2 separate regions of the Columba livia genome follow, and region 1 is linked to region 2. A link is a contact called in public Hi-C data. All regions are on one chromosome and are shown on one strand. Each heading gives the region's core, a stretch centred on a gene start, on an enhancer-like site or on the middle of the called end of the contact. The rest is flanking DNA. Distances are from core to core; before and after follow the strand shown.

Region 1 (4,825 bases), core at 1,126-3,625, 52 kb after region 2:
CCCCACTCAATAGGCCAGGAAAGCAAGTCCGTTCTACCAGCAACTCTAAGAAGAGTAGAGGCCTAGTAGGAGGTGTGAAGCCAGGCCCAGCCAGCATACACGGTCTGGAGAGTCTTCTCCTGGGATCCTCCAACACAAAGACATTGGTGACCATCATACTGGAGGATGTGCTAACCAGTGCTGGTTACTATTGACTTGTGTCTCCTAATGCCCACACGTGTGCTCGACATCAAGCAATCTGGATCCCCCCCACTTCCATCTAATGAAGCCCCACACATCTACCAAATCAACTTGTGTAAAAGGGATGCATTCCTCCTACTTACATATTTTTTTCATAAAGCTGAAATAAAACCATCTAAAGAAGAAAGAGTAAAACCAGACTTCCACATTTTACTTCACACGTACAAAGAAGTCATAATCTAAAACACTACTCACTTTTAAGGAGTTCATTTAGTATTTTACATTATTAGGAAATATAAATTATATGGCAATTTATCTCATGATTTAAAACACCATAATTTATTTAATAATACAGTTAAAGTATTATTAAATTCTATAACAATTATGCATGTTTTCGCTTATTAAAGCGGGTATCTTCCAAATACTAGTCTTTAAACCTTTTGGTGACTCTGAAGTAAGAAGATATTTGAAAGAAAAGCCTTAAACTGGGCATGTGACAGGCTTCATACTTTATCTTCAACATATTCATGTTTCAACATGAGATTCCTTCCTTGCATATTTTGTATACTTCTAAATACTGTGTAAGTACCAGCACATAGTGGCGTATCACTCAGTCACCAGGCAGCACTAATCTCTGCCATGCCGCCTAGAGTAGCAATTCAAGCATCTCTATAAACATTTCCTAGACAATATTTCACAGACTGTCTGAAAAATCCTGTTGCTTAGAAATAAATCAAAGGAACTTAAGGAGGTGAGAACTGAAGCCAAATTCAGACAGGACAAGCAAGAAAAAGTATTTTAAAAATAGGCAATAATTATCTCAAAATATGCAAGTGAATTAGAAGATTAAAATCAGGAACAAAACCCTTGCAATTCTGTCATCAACAAATGGTGGAAAAATGCTTCAGGAGATAACTGTTCAGGATAAGTTTCTTACACAAATTAAATTTATTGCACCAAGGAAAAATAAAAATATTTTTCCCCGTCACTGCATATTTCAGTCTCTTTAAGGTCTCACACCATTATTAAAATAGCTACACTTGCTGCTATGTAAAATAAAGCTAATGAAGTAGCCAGAAAATCCAAATCAGATAGGGCTCTCCATTAAAAGTGACTTTCCAAGGAAGACTTGTTTTTAATGACAAAGAGTAAGCACAGATCATACGCCAAGTTAGTAAAAGCTGAATGCAGGAATAAGCATTTCCTATTTTTGTTTATGCTGACAGAGGCTACAAAAATGCAATACAAAATACATTACCAAGTATGGGGAAAAAAACCCCTACGTGTTCCTAGTGGGAGACCGCAGGAGAATGGAGACATGCCCAAAATGAGCAAGCCAGAGACCATCTAACAAACACAGGGCTCAAAAACAGATCGAGCCCAGTACTGTATTTCTCCTGCAGCGTACAGAGATTTTGCCAGTGTTGTTGTGGCTCCATCTCATGGTCACGCTCAGAGTTACACTTTAATATACATTGATAAAACCAAACACCTAAAAACCTTCCTCTTTGAAGAAAGCGACGTCTTTCTTGGCTGCAGAAGGGAACTGCCAAGACACAGCAGCACGTCAGGTGTGATGCGATTCTGATCTAAATATTGCAGCACCAGTCATGGTCTGGTGTCATAAACGCCTCCTGAGCCACACCACTGCGCACACCTGAAGTGAAGCTGTGTTCAAACAGACATTTCTGGCACAGAAAATGAAGAGGTGGCTTGAGTTCTTTGAACATTTGATTACACTTCAGATTGTAAGGGTGCTGGAACAGGATGCGCCTTCACCTGCCTGTGAAATTGGTCTGTGCCCACGCTGGAGTACGGGCACCGTGTCCTGAGTTGTTGCAGCTTTTGAACACGTACGTCAGACGGGACCCCACCTGTTAAGTCTGCTTGACACCTCCCAGAAGGATCAGCTGTGCTAGCCATGAAGCATGTAATCCACCTTTTTCCTTTCAGTAATGTTCATGTACAGGTTCATTTCTACAACAGAATAAGTTCTCTATATAGAAGCATGCAATGGATGGAGGGGCAAGCATGACAGACAGATCAGGAACTCCTGCTCACTGCCAAGTCCTTAGGCTACTTGTTCTCCTCCACACACCGCGAGTAGGACTTTCAATCCAATTACAAATGACCTGCTTGGAAGGACTCTGTGGAGCCTGCCACAGTGACAAAGAGCAGAGTCAGAAGAAAGGATGGCTCTGGCAAGGGAGCTCACTGCTTGTATCTGCATCCCACACTTCCTGAGAGGCTGAGAGAGCCCGATAGTATGTTCTGGGGCCAAGACAAGACCTTGGTCAGTCACTGCCAACTGAGTTCAGGTGCTTGTGAAACCTGCAGTCAGACCTACCTGCAACAACCTGGCAATCCTGTAGAAAGCCAGAAATGACTGGGAGATGTGGGAACTCATCATTTTAGGAAGAAAAAAGATCAAACAATATCGAACGTTCAGATTTTACACAGCCAATAGCTGAGTGCTTTTACTTACAATCAACACTATTGACAAAGTCCCTAATGAATGCAGAGAAGCTCTAACATCCTGCCTTTACAGGATAAGTTATTTCTGTCACACACTTATCTTCTTTTATTCTGTAATGTAGCTATGTGAAAACAGTGCTTTCTCTGTCAGAACCAAATCTGCTGACTTAATGGCAACAATAAACTTTTTTATTGCTTTATAATCCTCTGGGGAGAATGTGCTAGATCCCATTTCCAATTATTCATCAGGCAGAACCAATTACTAAAGCCTAGGGAAAAGTCAAATTCTGTGTAACTTGTACTTGCAATAATCCAGTTGAGCAGGTGTAAGCGAGTGTGTCAGCACATGCTCACCATGGTGGATCAGGCTGGAACCGATGAGGAGGCTGCTGGCCCCACCTGCCTACCTGGCCCCTCTCCCAGCGGTGGTCACAGCTGGGAAGGCTGATAGGCTTGTAAATTAATCCCAGAACCAATACACTTTACAGACCAGATTTCTAAAAGAAAATGACATCAATTTGGGCTTAATCTGTTGTCACATGTACCAATACCCAGAGGGTGCTATTTATTCTGCCTTGTTATTCCTGAGGAAATGAGCAACACTTCCCAACATCTCCAGTTCAATCATTAAAAATATTAAAGATCATGCCTCACCATCAGGGGATATTTAAACTATATTCACACCTTTACAATTTTAGATGCCTACAAACATTGCATTTTTTATGAAAGCATGTGTGACATCTGCAAATTAATGGCCTATAATATTTCTATTGTAATAATGTACATAATATTTGAAGAGATTGCTTTGAAAATCTGAACTATGAAATGTTAAACTTTAGGTTTCACCTTCCTGATTATATTAATAGCCATTAGTACAGAATTTAAGACTGTCAGAAAATATTTCCATGGATTTGAAAGTCAGAGGATAGGAGCCAAACAATGAAAATTTCCCTGAAGAAAACCAATCAAAATGAAAAATTCCTACAGATTGATAGGGTAATAATAAAAACTTGTCAGGATACTAGATAACACTTTAAATGGTGGCAGCTCTCATTAACTGAGATGCAGCAGAATTTTACTAATTTGATCTGTGAACAAGATCTGAGCAGCTAGAGAAAGGCTGAAAATGCACAAGAGGGCAGTGTTTTTTAACATTTTAATGTTCTCCCTCGAAGCTGTGGGCTTCAACACCATGACTTTTAAACTTCCTAGCAATAAGCTTGTTGTTTCTAATCACTCTTTTCAGATCTCTCAGACCAGCCCTTGAGCTGTCCTAAGAGAAGACTGAGCAAAAGTGGCTTCTGACCAATGCTAAAACATATTTTAAACACGTGGTCATATTTATAAAGGAGTTGATATTTCCATATCAAAACAAGATCCTAATTTAACTTCATGACTTAAAAGCACCTAATGCTCCAAGTGCATAGAGCTAAAGGAAGCAAACAATTTTGCGCGTAATGATGAATTTGTTACAGTCATCTTGTGTTCTGAGCACACATATAAGCAGTACGTACAGTAGATCCTAGGGGCAATGCTGTAACATATCTTCACGTGTGCAACAAACAGTTCTTGAGATTGCATATGGCCTCAAAGGAATTCTCCACAGTCTTGCAAATTACTTGTACAGAAAGAAATTTTCTTTGCTATTGTCACTAGACATAGTCAAGTGCTTCTTGAGCATTTTTTTAATTGAAGTTAAGAGGTTTTTTTCTGCAATTTACCATATGTAGACCAATCTAGGCACAGTGCTTTGGTATTGCTGCTCTGTCACAGCAGACTATGAAAAAAACACATTTCAAATTCATACAGGTACAGAATCACGGACTCTTAAAATAACATAGGCTAGAAGGGACCTTTCGAAGTCATTTGGTCCAACCCCTTTCTCACAGAAGACCTAACTTCAGGTTGCTCAGGGTCTCATCCAGCTGAGTTTTGAAAATACACAATGATGGAGATCCTACAATTTCTCTGGTCAAACTGTTCCAGTCTGACCACCTTCACTGTCAAAATTATTTTCCTTCTATCCAGTTGGATCTTGCTGCAATCTGTGACTGGTTATCTCTTCCTTTCTCTGTACACCTCTGAGAAGAGTCTGGTTCTGTCTGCTCTATAATCCTCCTGTAGCAGACTGCAACTAGGCATGCTTGTCTGTTCTTGAAGATGAGGTTTT
Region 2 (5,071 bases), core at 2,271-4,770:
TGCGTGAACACAGAGATGCTTTTCCTAATTTCACCCAAAGGAAGGATGGAGAACTTAAACGGCCTATAGAAGGAATCACATATTGATCACTGCCTACTTTAAATATGCACTACTTTAAACATGCACCACTTTAAACATGCATCATGATGATGTAGCCTCATCTAGGTGCTCCTGCTCCGGCAGGGGGATTGGACTAGATGATCTCTCGAGATCCCTTCCAATCCCTAACATTCTGTGATTCCGTGACCACAAAGAGGATATACTTTGATAAACCCAGGAATATTAATGCATACCTTCCACTTTCAGGATCAGTTGCTCTACTACATGTCTTAAGCTGCTGGCTTCCTGACTGCATTTCATTTTCAGTTCACCCTGAATTTAGCTAATCTCTCACCTGAAAAAATTCAGACAATTAAAATTCTTCAGCATTTCAACCCTACCATCTTCATTCATTTTTACAAGATTTCTTGCTCCTCTTCCTGGCAGGAGGTTTGAGCCTTGTGCTTTCATGTATTGCTCACCCCGAACACGTCTGTCTGATTTGTTTAGCTGCAGGACCTTCAGGATGACCTCGAGTTCATTTATGCACCAATTTCAGAATATTTCAAGCTTTGTCACTAGTGCCTTTGAGGTAAAACAAACATGCTTTGCTTAGTGGCCGCTAATAGGCATACCACCAGGCTGCATTCCCAGGCTCCTGGTGCTTTTGTCCATCATATTCTCAAGTGATAGCTCTCTCCTTTTGAAGTTCACACGAAGAGTGGTTTACCAGGGACTGGCAACAGCCCAAGGAGGATGCTCAGAGATGCGTAATTTGCTTGCTGGGGAGCTGGACTGAACTTTCTCTTTTGAGAAATTATTTATTAAAATAATTCTTTATTAAAATGACAATGGGGTCATAAAACCATGTTAAAGACAAGAGATTGCTCTCAATGCATGCAATGGTACAGGGCCATGTCCAGACCCCAGGGCTCTATGGGGATGCATGACCAGGACCCTGCATTGCTTGGGTGGCAGCGTGGACCTAACTTATCACATCTAAGAACCATGAAGCTCCCTGAGGTATCTGCACAGCAGATAAGTGAGAGTCACTGCTGACTGGCAACTGCTCCTGGGTCCCTTTCACATTGACAGCCATGGGCTTCTGTCATTACAAAAATTGGCCCTTCTTAGAGCACCATGGCTGTAAGATAAATTTGGACATGTGATTACTAATGGCAGGTTAAATCCAAAAGGATTTCAGTTTCTGGACTCACTGGATGCAACCTCCTGACACACTAGTGAGGCAGCAGCCTGAGAACACCATCCATCTAGCTGCTAAGGACTGCAACAAGCTCCTCCTCAGACCTGGGTGGCTCCAGGCCAAGCTGCAGCTCTTCCTCCACAAGGAAGTATGAGGAGGTTCAGATCAAAGAACCTACTCTGGTCCACGCGCACCCTGCAGGCAGCACAACAGGCGCAGGCAGAGCCCAGAGCCCTCAGCTCCCCCATGCCACACAAAAGTCCCCGCTGCCCACAGATCAGTAATACACGAGACCCAGTGGTTCCTCGCCAGCAGTTGTACTTTTGAAGCCCTCCGTGGATAATGACGTTGCTGACACACAGTGTGGTGCCCTCCTGTGTGCCGCAGGCTAGGTCGAGCATCAGAGTTCTACTTAGTTCCTGCCACCCACGCAACTTCTGCTGGCTGCCACTAAAGCTGGACACAGCACCGAGTCTGACACGGAAGCGTCAATATTTCCACTCTGCTCTTGAACTGGGGCTGCACAAACGGGCCACTCAGATCTCTGCACATCCTCCAAATCAGGTAAACTCAGACTGTGATCATCCAGCAGGCACCTCAGCTCAGACCAAAGCCTTGGTGAGTCCATGGGCAGGAGGATAGACTGTCTCCTAGAAAAAAAATGTGCTCAGATGCAGTAGCTCCGTCATAATTAAGATGTTCAGTCTTTCTCTCAGCCACACCAGCTGTATTGTAAAACCGCAAAAAACGCCTTTTGTGCTCTCACTGAACATTTGAGGTGGTAAAAAAAACGAAAACAAAACCCCAAAGCTGTGAGAAAATGATCTGATGCCTGAGAGCCACTAGCATGCTCTGGCACATGTAAGAAAAGGTCAGCCACCTCTAAGGGCACAGCAACCACAGGTGGAGGCAGAAATGGCTCCTCGGAGGGAACCACTGCGAAACCACAGTAAGCCACACAACTGAGCAATGACCCTCCCTCTGTTGATGGCAAATGGTTGCAAGATGACATTCAAGTGTTTTTTCTTTTTTAGGGAAAGCCCCTAGAAGCTTCAAAATTCAGAGGTAAGATAAAGTCACCCTGTGACAAAGCAGCGCTACAACCCGGGGAGTCCCTACTGAGGTAATGGTTTTCAACTAAGGGCCCAGTCGCTCTCTGCATCACCGCAGAGACAGCTGCCCTGTTCCCCAAAATGCACCAAAACCAGGTGGCTGTGGGAGCTGGCCTCCCAGCCCATCACCCACCAACCATCGCCCTAACACACGGAGGCTCAAAGGAGGAAGGAGGGGGAGGCAATCTCTGTGCTCTTGGTGAACATAACTGCATCGAAACTATATGAGACAGCAGTTTTTTAATTTCTCTAGGCATGGAAGAGATCTCAGTGCTTACTGAGCCACTGCTCAGGAAATTATTCATAGGTCCCATTAAAACATTATAAGAAATATCCTAAAATCTTTACAGTACAATTAATCCTAAACTTGTTCTTAACAAAAAAACCAGTACCTTGGAGATGACATTGTAAAATACAAATACCAGAAAGACTGGAAATACATTCCATTAAACATTTCAACCTTTTGTCCTAATGATTTCAGACTTTAAGCCAGCACTAAAACATACACAATCAACTCAAACCACCAGCATATTGATAAAGCTCTGACTGCATCTCCCATGTGTGAGCTGAACACTCGCAGCTTTCCAGAGGGGAAATCTACTGAGGACACCTGGACAACGTGAAAGCCCCTTCAGCTCAGACCCCAGAGCACCACCACCCTGAAACCTGGCCAAGAAAGGAACACGTATAATCCTGTCATCCTACCATGAAGTCTGCCCTGGAGTTTCTCATCTATAGCAAGCACTTCTTGTGCCAAACAGCAGGGATTCCTCGCCAGCGAGCTGAGAGACTGAAGATAAGAAGTCAGCATGAACAAAGCAGCAATTTAGACTGGAGCGGAAACATGCACTGATGGCTTCCCTGTCTCCAGGCATGGCTGAATCTTTTCTGAGATTACTTTTGCTACAAAAATATATTGTTTTATTGTTTACTATGTGGACTCTTGCATGATAATTTTATTAAAGGGATGCCAAGGAGGGATAACCAGCAGTGCTCTTGCACTCTCCGCTTTGACGATCTGTGCATTTCTCAGTGTGTCAATCAGTGTAGTTGTTTTATGTCCAACTACAAGGAGTAAATTCTGCCTCCACTGGAAGAGCTGGTAGTTTCTGCATCTGAAGGTTCCCACACACATACACGTGCCATTGTGAAACTCACTTGGCGAGGCTGGCTGTCCTGCAACTTGGGATTAAGTTACACTTGCAAGAAAAAGGTGACTTTCTACTTGTAGAGTTATTTAGCAATACCAAGAGAAACCATGGCCTTGTTGTTCTAGAGGTTATATACCAATATGGGGCATGCTTATTCAACATAATCATGCCAAAGACATCACTCTAAGTAGCCATGCTTTATAATCACCACAGCAAGACAAGGTAGCCCAAGCAGAGGGCGACGCTCACAGACAAACTGCTTCGATACCTGGTTTAGTAAATGACCCTTAATACCTCTAAACACGACTACATTGTGAAATATTAAAAAAAAAAAAAACATATATATCCCCAGTGGGTTGCAAGAGACAGCCAGCTCGCGTTATTTCAAACTCTGCCACTGGAATAGCAGCCTGTTACCCTTTAACACAGACATCAACATTAATCTGAGCTTACAATAAAAAAAGAAAAATAATGTAGTAATGTTGACACGTCAAAGGTCGAATTCTGTAATCTGGCAATCATGCGAGTTCGCCATCTTTTTGCAATAAGGGGTCAAAATCAGGTCCACATTTTGGACCTTCTGCTACAGTTCAACATCAAACCCACCTTCAAACCACCTTGCAATCAGTTCTTTCTTTCCGACTTCCTTCCTCGCCTACTGATTTTCTTCACAGTCATCTCTGACACTTCCCTTGCACTTTTTTAGCTTTCACATTTCCTCTGAGGACCAAGTGGCTCACGTACAAGACCCTTATGCTCTAAATTACACTTCCAGCAGAGCTAAAAAGGTCTGTTTTCCAGGCAATCTGTGGCAGTTGATTATAAGCCTGGCTGAACCCTAGAGAAAACACTACACCACCACAATAGGTTAGAGCGATACTGTCTAGTTAAATCAGTATCATTTATAAGGTCTCCTTAATACCTAAATAACAAATATCAACATGTGGAAACATCTGCATTTTTTGTGTTCTGAGGAGGTATAAACATGTGACTTAACTTAAATGGTTAATGTGTAACAAACCATTTGATAACTGCAACTGTTGGTCTAAAAAAATTGAGAAAAAACAAAACAAAACACAAGATGGAAACTGACACCTTGAGCTTGCAGGAAACACCCCTGTGAGTTTTGAAGCCCTTTTTTTTTAACCTACTTTAATGGTCCTCCTGTAAATCAAATATAATCTATTACTAATTCTGCAGAAAGCCTAAAGCTTCTTCCTCTCCCTCTCTACAAAACGTTGCCTTGTTTGTGTCTCTGCCCTGTAACAAACAAGAAGATAAATGAGACATTTATGCCAAAGTAATCATTCTAAATCTGCTGTTTTGACCTCTAAGCCAAATTTTCTGCATTACATGCCAATGGCTCAGATAAAACAGCACTTTTTCTTTTCTTGACAACTGAAGCTTGTAACATATGCGTAGCTCTGCTCAACCAACTGCTCTATCATTTATCTCTGAATATATGTGTATTAGGAAATAGAGGGCATAGGAAATTTGGCACCATGAGGTATCAACTCCCCTCCCCTCCTCAGACCCTCTCAGTATTTGTATCTGGGAAACTAATG

The links. Hi-C and Micro-C count contacts between places; a contact is called where the count stands out from the background.
Region 1: a contact with region 2 is called in a Hi-C map of crop, with 5 times the contacts expected there. The contact joins two enhancer-like sites. A contact is called at or near these places in 2 of 2 Hi-C or Micro-C datasets (crop and liver).

Annotation. Positions count from the first base shown.
Region 1 is chr2:47,439,111-47,443,935 of bColLiv1.pat.W.v2, forward strand. All of the region lies in intron 14 of LARS2 (leucyl-tRNA synthetase 2, mitochondrial), which reads right to left. Among named protein-coding and RNA genes, the nearest start is that of LIMD1, 36 kb to the left of the region's middle. Within about 2 kb of position 2,376, at least 1 of the 3 cell types and tissues checked has an H3K27ac peak away from gene starts, as active enhancers do.
Region 2 is chr2:47,386,306-47,391,376 of bColLiv1.pat.W.v2, forward strand. All of the region lies in intron 1 of LIMD1 (LIM domain containing 1), which reads right to left. Among named protein-coding and RNA genes, the nearest start is that of LIMD1, 17 kb to the right of the region's middle. Within about 2 kb of position 3,521, at least 1 of the 3 cell types and tissues checked has an H3K27ac peak away from gene starts, as active enhancers do.